Linked DNA regions of Gossypium hirsutum: regions 2 and 3 are each linked to region 1. Evidence: chromatin contacts called from public Hi-C data. All regions are on one chromosome and are shown on one strand. Each heading gives the region's core, a stretch centred on a gene start, on an enhancer-like site or on the middle of the called end of the contact. The rest is flanking DNA. Distances are from core to core; before and after follow the strand shown.

What was found. Hi-C and Micro-C count contacts between places; a contact is called where the count stands out from the background.
Region 2: a Hi-C map of leaf shows a contact between it and region 1, with 2.7 times the contacts expected there. The contact joins the promoter of LOC107946834 here to the promoter of LOC121204536 in region 1. A contact is called at or near these places in 9 of 34 Hi-C or Micro-C datasets (callus, hypocotyl and leaf).
Region 3: a Hi-C map of leaf shows a contact between it and region 1, with 3 times the contacts expected there. The contact joins the promoter of LOC107946648 here to the promoter of LOC121204536 in region 1. A contact is called at or near these places in 5 of 34 Hi-C or Micro-C datasets (all in leaf).

The regions. Positions count from the first base shown.
Region 1 is chrA08:69,793,886-69,797,899 of Gossypium_hirsutum_v2.1, forward strand. LOC121204536 (molybdate-anion transporter) reads right to left here and starts at 1,765. Exons shown (of 8, transcript XM_041074537.1): 1 at 1,274-1,765; 2 at 200-344; 3 at 1-104. The coding sequence starts at 1,424.
Region 2 is chrA08:69,414,208-69,418,221 of Gossypium_hirsutum_v2.1, forward strand. It overlaps LOC107946834 (outer envelope pore protein 37, chloroplastic), which reads right to left and starts at 1,644. Exons shown (of 6, transcript XM_016881304.2): 1 at 984-1,644; 2 at 433-522; 3 at 1-103. The coding sequence starts at 1,388. It overlaps LOC107946815 (a long non-coding RNA gene), which reads right to left. Exons shown (of 5, transcript XR_001697007.2): 5 at 3,901-4,014.
Region 3 is chrA08:70,118,661-70,122,674 of Gossypium_hirsutum_v2.1, forward strand. It overlaps LOC107946648 (vacuolar protein sorting-associated protein 26A), which reads right to left and starts at 2,255. Exons shown (of 11, transcript XM_016881064.2): 1 at 2,012-2,255; 2 at 1,837-1,911; 3 at 1,628-1,702; 4 at 1,413-1,485; 5 at 1,225-1,269; 6 at 881-992; 7 at 454-520; 8 at 26-70. The coding sequence starts at 2,014.

The DNA.
Region 1 (4,014 bases), core at 515-3,014:
CCAAAACACGACCTATCATCAAAACTTTGTATTCAGGAGAATGCTTGGTAATGCAGCTAAGTATGTAAGTTATGCAGTATGTAACGCACGCCCTCCTCCTGCCCCTGAATTGAAAAAATGAAGGTATTTTTGTATCAAGACAAGACATTTCATCCATAAAGCACAATATATCACAACAGAAGCCAAAGTAAAAGCTTACTGTTTGTCAGCTAGAGATCCAACAATTGTCCCAAACAACATGGAAGAGCCAAAACCAGCAATAAAAAGCTGTCCGATCTCCCCTTTTCCAAATCCATATGTACTGTACAGATAGTAAACATATGGACCCTGAAGCCAGTCTCCAGCTATTGACACATAACCATTTATTAGAACAGCAAGCTAGAATATGCCCAATTACCACAATATAAGAATGTTAATCTTTCACAATTACCAGAAAACATAACTACAGATATGATCATACCTCCGGAACAGATATCGTGCATTACACTAATGAAGCTACATGTTTATGATGCATATTAATCAAAGAAAGACTTGCTCAAGTGCTAACCTTTTTTTTTTTCACGGTATTGTCAAGTGCTAGCTTAACAGCAAATTTTGATACAATAAGTCAAATTACTGACCAGTTGCATCCCAAGGAGACAACTAGAAGCGCCATCACTCCTTCTATTACCAAGAAACTAATTCAAGGGTTTAATGCAACTTTATTTAGCTTTCAGCTAGTTTTACTATCTAAGGAAAAAAAATCTTAATGGGGCAGCGGCAGACTAAACTCGGCAGAAGTAGGACTTTACTCAAGCTCCAAGAAAATAGACTTAATTCTCAATTTTTTATTCAGGACCATCATCAATAAGAGGACCTAGAACCCAAGCAATAGCGACCTGTCTCCGACCCACCAAAAAAAAAAAAACCAAATCCATCGTCTCAACCAGAAAACAGAAACGGACTAAAAATCGACATACAACTTATTGGAAGTCATTTTCAAGTACCATTTCCTTGTCTTTTACAAGCTAAATCAAATGAATGAATCCCGTTTTCCATTTCCAAAGCAAATAGAAACAGTATTGTTCAAAGTAGTCATTAATGACAAGAACATTATCCACCAAAACGGGAAAAAATAACAAAAACTTGCAAATCTAGGAAATGGGCATCTAAATTCATTAAAAAAATCCACCAACAATAGATCAGATCCATGTTAATGTAAAAAAAAAAGTGAGATCCAAAGATAGAAATGGAAATCAGATCTGGGTAAAACAAAACGAGGGTAGTTAGTTACCCATCATGAGAGAGTAGACAAGAAGGTAATTGTTCTTGAAGGAATTGAAAGCAGGGGATGTGTTGATTCGGTCCTTGCTGGTCTTGCTTAGCTCTAATGTGGCCACCACCGCTCCCAATGCCCCGAACACGACGAAGTAGAACAGCTCCATTGCTGCTGCCTGGCCCTGCTACGCAAATTACTAGGAGAGACGCAGATAATAAAATAATGCTGTGAAGCCGAAGCCGAAGCCCAAGGCAATGCGTCTTCTGCACACTGGATTCTTTTTAGTTCTTTAAAAGGGAGTTAGATATGAGATATACCCAGCAAGAAAAGATGATGGATATTCGGTTTCTATTTCCTGCACATGCCTCTGCTTCAGTGGCTTCTTTTCGGAGTGTCCTTAGTTGTTGTACATTTGATTTAATCATTAAAAAGAGTGAGGTACAATGACGAGAGCGTGGGAGGTGTGAGAGAACTTGTGAGGATGAGTAAATATTGGATGAAAACCGCGAAAGACGAGCCTTTAACATTTGGGTCACTTTTTAGGTGGACCTTTTGGTTGTAGGTCCGACACGTGGCGGGACGTGGGTTGTCCGATATGAAGAGTAACAAGGAGGACATGTCGGTGGGTTAAGAGCATATGGACAATGCGCTTTGGATCTTCAAAGAGGATCAAATGAAGTGGGCCCCTTTAACCTTACCAAAATTGTCTGTGGGCCCTTGGATCACATTGTGGGTCCACCTACCGAAGATATTTATTTTCGTATCATTGTCTTGCCATAACAATGCCAAATATTAGATCTAACCATTCATATTTCAGATGAAAAAAAAACAAAAGAAGACCATTGATATTTCCACTAAGAAAATAGAAAAACAATATTCAATGTGTGGATGCTTTAGTTCAGTTAGGTAGTAATTTTCAATTACTAGTTGCCTCAGATGTTTTAATTTTTTTAACTTGTTTAGTGTGTGCTTAGGTGAAAATGTGGAGGAATAGAAAAAAAGGAAAGGAAAAGTGGAAAAAATGAATTTTGGGTCTACTTAGTAAGAAAGAAAGTGAGAGGAAAAAAAATAGTAGCGGATATTATTTTTCATCTTAATGCATAAAAAGTAATCATTTCAAATTGAAATAATAAGAGGAGAAAAATAAAAAAGATTTGCATATTAGTTCAAAATTATACATTTTTCAAATATTTTATTTTCTTTCTTTCCATTTTTCACATATACTAAACACACATATGGAAAAAATAATTATGTTTTCCATCCTTCTAGTTTTCTACCTATTCAATTTTTCATTTTTCCAATTTTCTTTCCTCTCAACCAAGCAAAGCTTTAATGTTTGTAATTCTCCTCCTACTAGCTTTAATCACCTTCTGCTAATTAATAAGCAAAAGTGCACTATGTATCGAATTTGATTCTTGTTTCCTATTCATGTTTTTAATCCAATTTAGATCACTTTTTCAATAAAAAATAATATGAAAAAAATTTTATATTGATCTTGAAAACTAAAACTATTAACATTCTTTAGAATAACGATTGATATTATTTTATTGCCACTTTTAAAGTTCTTTTATAAATTGTTAAAAGATGTTAGGGATAAACCTAAATTAAACAACGAACAAAAATGGTTAGAGAAAATTGGACACAAATATTTAAGTGAAAAAACTCCTTCGACGAAGAGGATAAAAATCCACAACAAAGAAAACTTCACTAGTCGGAAAATAAACTAAAAGAGTATAATGATGGAGAAAAATAAACCCTAATCCCTAAATAATACAAAGCTCTCTGACTAAGAAATGAAATTCCCTTAAAACTCTCTTTTATTGTGTTGTTTCAACAACTCTTCTAAGGTTGCTAAAGCCCTATTTATAAACTAAAATTTGTGAGCTAATATAATTAAAATATCCCTAGAGTTCTTAGATTTCAACTACGAAAAGATAGCATAGTTTAACTCGGAGAAGAAACCCGATCTAGTGGAGAACACGTTGCCATGTCCCAACATCTCGCGTCGTGTTGTCCCAACATCACCCGTTGTCATGACGTATCGTTGTGACTTCATCATTGACTTTGTTTTTACTTTAGTTTAACCCAAAAATGCGAGGCACATTTCACAAATCTCCACCTTAACTCGTATTTTGCCATGTCTTCTTTGTCGAGCCCCGTCTCAAGCCTAATTTGATGTTTACATGATACTAACCAAGTCCAAACAATAATTGAACTTGGAAACTGGAAGACTTTTAGTCATCATATCGGTTGGATTATTTTTTGTACCAATCTTATAAATCTAAATATCTCTTTGAGCAACACTTCTCGAACAAAGTGATACTGAATGTCTATGTACTTTGTTCTTTCGTGATACATCTGATCTTTAGTGAGATGTATGACACTCTATTACCACAATATACGGCAGTTTCTTCTTTTTTCTTAACCAACTCCCCGAATAGACCTTTCAACCAAATGACTTCTTTTACAACTTATGTGATTGTCATATATTCAACTTCAATAGTAGATAAAGCCACAGTGGCTTGAAGCATGGTTTCCAACTAATGGAACATTTTCCAAAAGCAAAAAGATATCCCATGAGGGATCTTCTTTAAGTCTAAATCTCATGCATAACCTGAGTCTACGTAGCCAACTAGTGTTGGGATTGTCGGTACTCCTCATGGCACAACAGAAAAAAATTTCGGCAATCCTCTACCATAGATCCATGTACGAGGAATGAAACGAGTTGAATAACTGAAAAGCGATGAAAGGATACT
Region 2 (4,014 bases), core at 394-2,893, 380 kb before region 1:
TTGGACCTTTAACAATTCCATTTATCGACAACCTTGGTACGTCATCCTCTTCCCTCTCCTCTAATGAAAATTCACCGATGGGAAATCTAAATGTCGCTCTGGGCTGCAGCAACAGGAAAGTTCAGATGAGTTAAGAGAGAAAAACAGCTATGACCAATGTTGAAAAACATCAGAGTGGAGGCACAAAATACAAGAGGACTGCCATTAATCAAGTGTTTTAAGCGATGCAAAAGTTAGTATAGTATGGGTTGAATAATGCATAAAGAAAATAACAACAGTATGACACCACATGCATTAAGCAACTTAGAACCACAAAAAACTGCTGAAATTGAATTACCACGTCATTCTATGATAAATGATTCTCAATTGTCCATAACTTAATGCCAAGCAATCGATTTTCACTAGTAAGACACCAGGAGAAACAAAACTCACCAATGAAACATCGGGAACAGGTGATGACACTTCAACAGCATAACTAGGATCAGCAAGTTTTGCAATAACTGCCAGTTCACCTTGTTGTGCCTGAGAAAAAAAAAAAGAGAGAGAGAGAGATTCAGGGGATATGGCATATGTGGCTTTAAGGAAATATTTATTCAGCACTTAAACAACAATTATGATAGTTGGCTTCAAAAACAATAAACTCCCCATTCCCAAAAATACAACGAAAAAAAGGATTGAAGATAAAAAACAACACAAGGATGTTCAGAGAGGTCTTCAAGACTCAAGTATGACTACCAACTTGACCATTTTATGAAAGCAAATTCCTCTGAAACCCCATTATCAATTTCATAGGCTCGAAAAACGATCACCAAATGCAAAGCCCGGTACTCGAAAATTCTCTTGAAAACCAAATAATAAACAATCTTTCATATCTTCCATGCACAATAAAAAAAAGGTTTCAATTTTATGCAATTTTCAATGACATTGCCAACCATGACTCCCACTAAGCCAAAACCGCGAGTTGGAAGGAAAGGAAAACCAACCTTAACATCAATGGCAGCTTTGAAATGCCACGTAGGACCGACATTGTAGTAACCCCGGAATATGGCATTTTGTTCTTCAGGATCGTAGTATATGGACAAGTACTTAGAAAATAGCGCCAACTGGGGCTCCGTGATCTCGCGTTTGGCGTTGTTGATGAAGGAGAGTTTGAGCTTCGCAAGGTTGTCGAAGAGCTTACAAGACAGCTTGTGGAAGAACACGCGGCTATCAGTATCGAACTCCGAAGTCACTCTGAGGGAGGATACCGAAGAGAGAAACTGGTAGGGCTTCGTGGGTGGTGGAGAAGGTGGCGGTGGCTCAGGCTCCGGCTCCAAAGGGGACGGTGGCGGTGGCGGTAACAGGGGCGGGACAAGGTAATTGGGGATTCGAGGAGAAGCGTCCAGCATGGCTAAAATTGGGAGAGGGATTTTGGGGTGTGTAATTGAAGGTATATGGGTGGTAATGGTATTCAAAGGGTTAAAAATTCTGGCCTTTGGTTACCAGAAAAAATCGAGGGGCCAGGGTTACTCTTCGTCAACCTACGCTTTTGCTTTGTTTGGAAATTGATATTTGGGAGAGAGAGTGACGTCTTTTGCATGCTTGTGTACCCGGTTATTTCGATTTCTACATTTTTTAAATTTTCTCATTCTGATTTGCCCCCTTCCCCCCCCCCATTCTCCCATTTTTTTCTTTTTACCTAAATGTCTTTAGAATGTACTGATTGAACCCTTAACCCTATACTTTTTTTAAGATAAAACTTGGGTTGTTTGGTTTTAATGAGATTGCATTATTTGAATTTTTAATATTTTGATCTTTTCCTAATCTTATATTCGTCAACAATGTTAAGATGTGGTAATGGTACACTATTTTCTTAGGTTATCTAAAATTCCAAGTGAAATATGAAATTATAGACAAAAAAGAATATTTTATACTGATATTACTTTTTATCTTGAAATTACTTTGTGGTTTATTATATTGATGGTTAATGATTTTTTAAAAAAGTGTTTGTTGAATGTTATAGGAAAATGAATGGTAAAAGTATCGGGAAGCCCTTGTACTTAGGAGTGAATTGTATTTTGACTTCTTTATTAAAAAATGGATAAATTTGTCCTTATACATTATTTCAAAATGTGCAAATTAACCTATTCATTAAATTTTTCTTGATAAATAATGGTGTGGAACATTAAATCCATGCTAAAATTATTTTTTTGGGTAAACATTAAAAATGATGACTCGATTATTAATTTTTTTTATTTCATCACTAAACTTTTCGAAATTAAATATTTTAGTTACTTTGAGCTAATGTGGGCTTTTTTATTGGTTAGTAACAAAATTAGCCCTTTAATGTTTGCACATTCTATCAATTTGATCCTAAATATAAAAAATTAAACAAATTTAGCCCTCAATGTTTATAAAATTTTTCATTTTAGTTATAATTCTAAAAAATCAATATGCCCCTTAAAATTTATAGAATTTGTCAATTTAGTCTTAGCTCAGAATGAAATGCATAATTGGGTGACCATTTTTATAATTTACCCATAAAAAAATAATTTTCATTAATCTTATATTTCGTTAACCAAACACATGAATATTACATTCTAACCAAATAGACCAAACAAAGTAATGCTATACTCCATCGATAATCTTACATTAATCTCAAATACCCGTAATCTAAGATTTGGTGAACCAAACGCACTTTTAGAATATGTTTAGATTAAAAAGGAAAAAAATTAGTATTTGATTAAACCAGATAAAGGAAAAGAAATAATTGAATATAATATTATTTTTATAATTATAACATTTTTATGATATATTATGTAAAAATGGAGGGTAAAAAAGATATTTAACATCTTAAAAATCTATAGATTTTGTTTCTCTAACTTTCCCACCAATTTGAGGGAATTAAAAATTTGACACTTTGAGAAAAAGCAAGAGTCTCAACTTTTCCTTACCTAAAAAAAAAATTATCCAAACAAGTTAAACAACTTTCTCTTGCTTTCCTTTCATTTGTTACTTCCATCCAAATATAAGGGTACGTTTGGTTCACTGTAATGGAATAGGGCTGCAACTGAATATAGTTGTAATGGAATAGAGTTGTAATGGAATAGAACTATAATCAGTAATTCAATTGTTTGGTTGAATGGAATGGAATAGAGCTGTAATTGAATTCTTGTGTTTGGTTGAATGGAATAGATGTTGTAATAGTATAAGGAAAAATGCTTAAATGACTAAAGTACCCTTAACAGAATTTTTATAGGTAGATAATTATTGTTATTAAATTTTAATAAGATTATTGTTAAATATATTTTAATAAAAATAAAAATAAATAATTTAGTCATATTTTAACATAATTATTATTAAATACAGTTTAATAAAATAATATATAATTTAATAACATTCTTAATATAATTATTATTAAGAATATATTAATATAAAATTATTATTAAGAATATTTCAATGCTTAATATATTTGCTTTAATCTAGCCTCTCACCTATTCTCTTAGGTCACATTTTATTTTAATATAAAATGAGTTTAACATACGATATAATAATTCTCTAATAACATTTTATTTTAATAGTCAATCTTAATAGAAAACATATTTTTTATATTTTATTTTATCTTTTATAATAACACTATAACAACAATTAATTATAAGGTATACTCTTTAATAAATTAATTATTTATAGCAATCTTTTGGTGAAATAAAAACCTTCAAATTTTACATAAAAATTACTAAATTTTAGTAACATTAATTCTTTTCATATGTGAAATAAAAAATCAAAATTCCTGAAAAAAATAAATGCTAATGATGCATTTTCTTTGGCTTCCCTTCTTTAATGCTTTAGCTATTTTGAATAAATGCTAAAACTAGAATAGAAAAAGCATAATGAAGAAGGAAAAAAAAGAGCAAAAGCAGCAATCAAAATTTACTTCAATTAATGTGACTTAAGACTACAACAATCGTTCTTTCTTTTTTTTTTTTTGGTGAAAACACAATAATATTCCTCGAAGCCAGGCTATCCTCCTGCTTC
Region 3 (4,014 bases), core at 1,005-3,504, 330 kb after region 1:
TCTTAACATTATGACAAGCACTCACTTTGATGCTATTGTTGATTGACGGAGGTGGAGAATAATTGCGAACCTCATACACATTAACCAAGCAAAAGATAAGTTGCTACAATCACAACACTGAAAAAGAAACTCAATGGAGAACAATATACAATGGTCAATTTAGTAAATGTCCTGAAACCATAATGAAAGGCCAAATAGATTGATGTTGGCTTTCTTGTATATGAGTATAATGTCGGGAATAAAAGGGAAAAGCAACTCTTCACAATAAGGCAGAGTCTAAAGTTCTCCCTTATATGGCACACCTTAGATACACTTATTTGTACAATGCTGCTAGTGCATTTGAGAGTGAGGTTCCATAATGCGCAAGAAAAAGAGAAATGAAAAAGGAGATAAAACTCATTTTGAAAAGAAAAAAAATAATGAAAGGAAGAGGATGCAGATGAAAACACTTACTATAAAGTCCTGGTATTCCACTATGCTTCCACCATAATTACGACTAACTGTCACTTTCAGGACATACCTGGGAAAAGAAACGAATCAAATTCTAACATGGGTTGTCCAATTATAGTCTCAAAATGATCAACCTCAGCTGCGGACCAACAAAACAATATTTTATTTAGAACTCCAAAATAAACATTTTTTAATAATACATAAATAACAGAGTGATTTGTAAACTTTATTTTTTTTTTTGTTCAACGATTTCTAAACTTTATTGAGCTAAGTACCAAGAACTATTATTATGATAATCGACTGATTTATAAGCCTTAACAACCCATAACAAACATACATCCAGTGATCAAGGAAATACTCAAATCAAATTGACTAAAAGTGATGTGAATAAAATTTTATCTTTAAAGATTTAGTGCAGGGGGTACCATACCTAAGCCGCAGATTTGCACCGTTATAAGTTTCATATGGCATTTCAACTGTTGAAAATTCAAATGGATATGTTTTTCTTTCATATATATCCCCAGGAACATCCAATTCACGTACTGCAAATATCAAGAATATAAAAGTGGCAAACAAAACAAACCAATCAACAATCTACTAAAACTTAGCATAAACCAAACTTTTGTGCACATCATAAACGAGAAAGCTAAATCATAAACTTTTGTGCATCTCTGCCACATGCATCTAATGAAAACTAATCACTGAAATTTATTTAAAAGAACACCTAAAAGTACCCAGGCAGAGCAAACAAAAGTGAAGTCAGAATATACGCACCAAGGGAGGTAAAATCATAAAAGTTGCCTCTGTCAAAATACATCTCTGGAAAGAAAAAACAAAGTTAGCATTAACTTCATTTCAACAAGAAATACGAATACACGTAAAAATTCAGTCCTATTCAGTTTCCATGTCAGAATGATATTTAAAGCTTGGACTGAATCAGTGAACAAAGAGCAAGGACGAACCTATTTGACCAAGGAGCTCAACTTTAACACCAAGATGTTCAATTTTCTTTCCTTGAAGTGGTTCTATGGAAACCTGAAAGCGGCAGATAATAGGAAGTTCTTCAAAAGGTTTAGGGTTGATAAATGAATCATCAAAGCTATGAATATAATACGACTTCAATGATCTGATCCCAATCTGTTAAAATCTTTCTAAAAGTAAATAAGTGAATAAATACCTTCCCAGCAATACTTTCTTTACTTTGGAAAAGCGAAACCATAATCGTTTTGCCATTTTCCTTTTTCATCGGGACCTAATCAAACCGCAATAATCCAGATTCCACAACATGAATCGTGAAAAATTAACTAATAATCACAATAAAAATAAAAGTCTAGTTTTAATTTTCTTTTTAAACGATTCTACACCTGAGAGGATCGAGAGGAATACCTGCTTCCGAGATTTTCCGTCGGAAAATGTGATCGAGATATTACATGCAGGCTTGAAAGCTCCAATCAGGAAATTCTTTTTAAAAAGAGCAAATCCGAATTACATTCAATAAACAGTCAAATTGGAAATCCATTAGAATTAAGAAAAGCAAATTCCAATGAAAGTGAGATATTACCATGCTGTTACGTTGCAATGAAATTGAGGATGAGTTAAATATATTGTGAGAGCAATTATTGAGATCGGAAAGCGCAGGAAGGAAGAAACGAAAAACCCTAGACGGCAGAGGGGATTGAAATTGGCGAAGGAGAGGAAACCCAACCAACCAGTTTGAGTTTTGACAGTTAGGAATGAGAAGCAAAGACTGGCGTCTATTCTATCCAGTACTACCAAGCTCGTCGTCAACATCACGTGCTTTTCACGCGATGTCACTATAATAATAATAACTAGTATTTATCCCGAGCTGCGCGTGGGCTATATAATTCATTATACGGTAATAAATTATTAAAGGAACAAATAGATTTCTTTTTAAAAAACTAATAGATTAATATCTATATGGGTACATTCCCTTAAAAATAATTTATATGGGCAGATAATATAAAGTAAAACTCTGAAAATATTGAGCCAACTATTCTCTTAATTGTTCACCCTTTGCAACAACACCAACTATTCTGCACAATCCACCACCACCTCAATTTAGGTAGCCTTTACCTCCTGTTGCGAAGCATCATCCCCTCCCAAAATATCTTCAATCTTTGCAATGACATCTAAGTAGAGGTATCTCCACCCTTCTCTTCTCTTTTCTTTTTTTCCTTTTATTGGCTTCCCTAGGTCTCCATTGAGCCTCCTTTTGTGGTTCAAATGTACCTTTCCCTTCAGCTCTAAGTTTTTTCTGAGCCTTTTCAAATTCATCTTAAGAAGTAATTTTCATTCTTGCCATTGTGAATATAAGAAGACAAAATGACAAACAACTAAGAGAGAATAACAAACTTAAGTAACAACAGCTTAAGGAAAATATGAATCGATTAGGGTAATTGCACAACCACTTTAAGAACACTTTTTGGAAACAATCAAATCAATTTCAAATCCCACATTAATGATGAAAAAGCATGACAATTGCCACTCCTTTTTCCCTCCAAGATTTAGTGAGAGAAACAAATCACAAAAAGAAAATTTTATAACAAAATTTTGAATCCAAAAATAACCCTTGACAAAACAAAATCAAGCTTTTGTGTTTGGATGCCTTCCAAAAACTTGTGAGTCATTTAGACGTGACACACTCTAATAGAGGACTTCAAGTGTTCAAACCTAGTTGCATCCAATGGTTTAGTGAACAAATCAACTAGTTATTTTTGTGTGGACATGAACTTAACCTCAACAACACCATTCTCAATCAATTCCCATATGAAATGATACCTAATGTCAATATGTGTAGTCTTCTAATGTTGTACTAGATTCTTGAAAATATTAATGTCACTTGTGTTATCACACAAGACAATAGCCATATCTAATTCAACACCAAAATCTTTCATTATTTGCTTCATCCATAGCAATTGAGCATAGTAACTCCATTCAACAACATACCGATAGTGAGATTGAACTTGTTTCTTATAGTACTATGACACCAAATTCAATCCAAGGTAGAGACAACCACATGATGTACTCTTCCTATCATCAATGTTACATGCCCATTTAGCATCATTGTAACCAACTAGATTCATGATGCTATCCTTTGAAAACCAAATTCCCAAATCAGTAGTTCTATGGACATATCAGATAATCCTCTTCACAGGTTTCGCATGGGACTCTCTTGGACTTGCTTGGTACCTAGCGCATACTATTGGATCTGGTGCCCTAAGTGTAGTATTTTTCGTCTATGTACATTTGTAATTTTTCAAACAAATTGGTTAATAAAATTATTCATAATTATATTAATACCCTATGTATATTGTCCTCACGTGGTTTTTGCATATAAAGCTAATAGAAGCAAATATTGGCTCACTAGTTATCTAATACTTAAACTAATACTAAGCAGTATTACGTGGTCTAATTGTAATACGAAAAAATAACTTATACTGGTAGACCAAACTAAACATGTCCTTAGTCTAATAGGAAATGAGCAAACCGTTTGAAATACTAATGTGTCGTCTATCAAGTCCAACTGGGGCGGTGCCTTGTCTT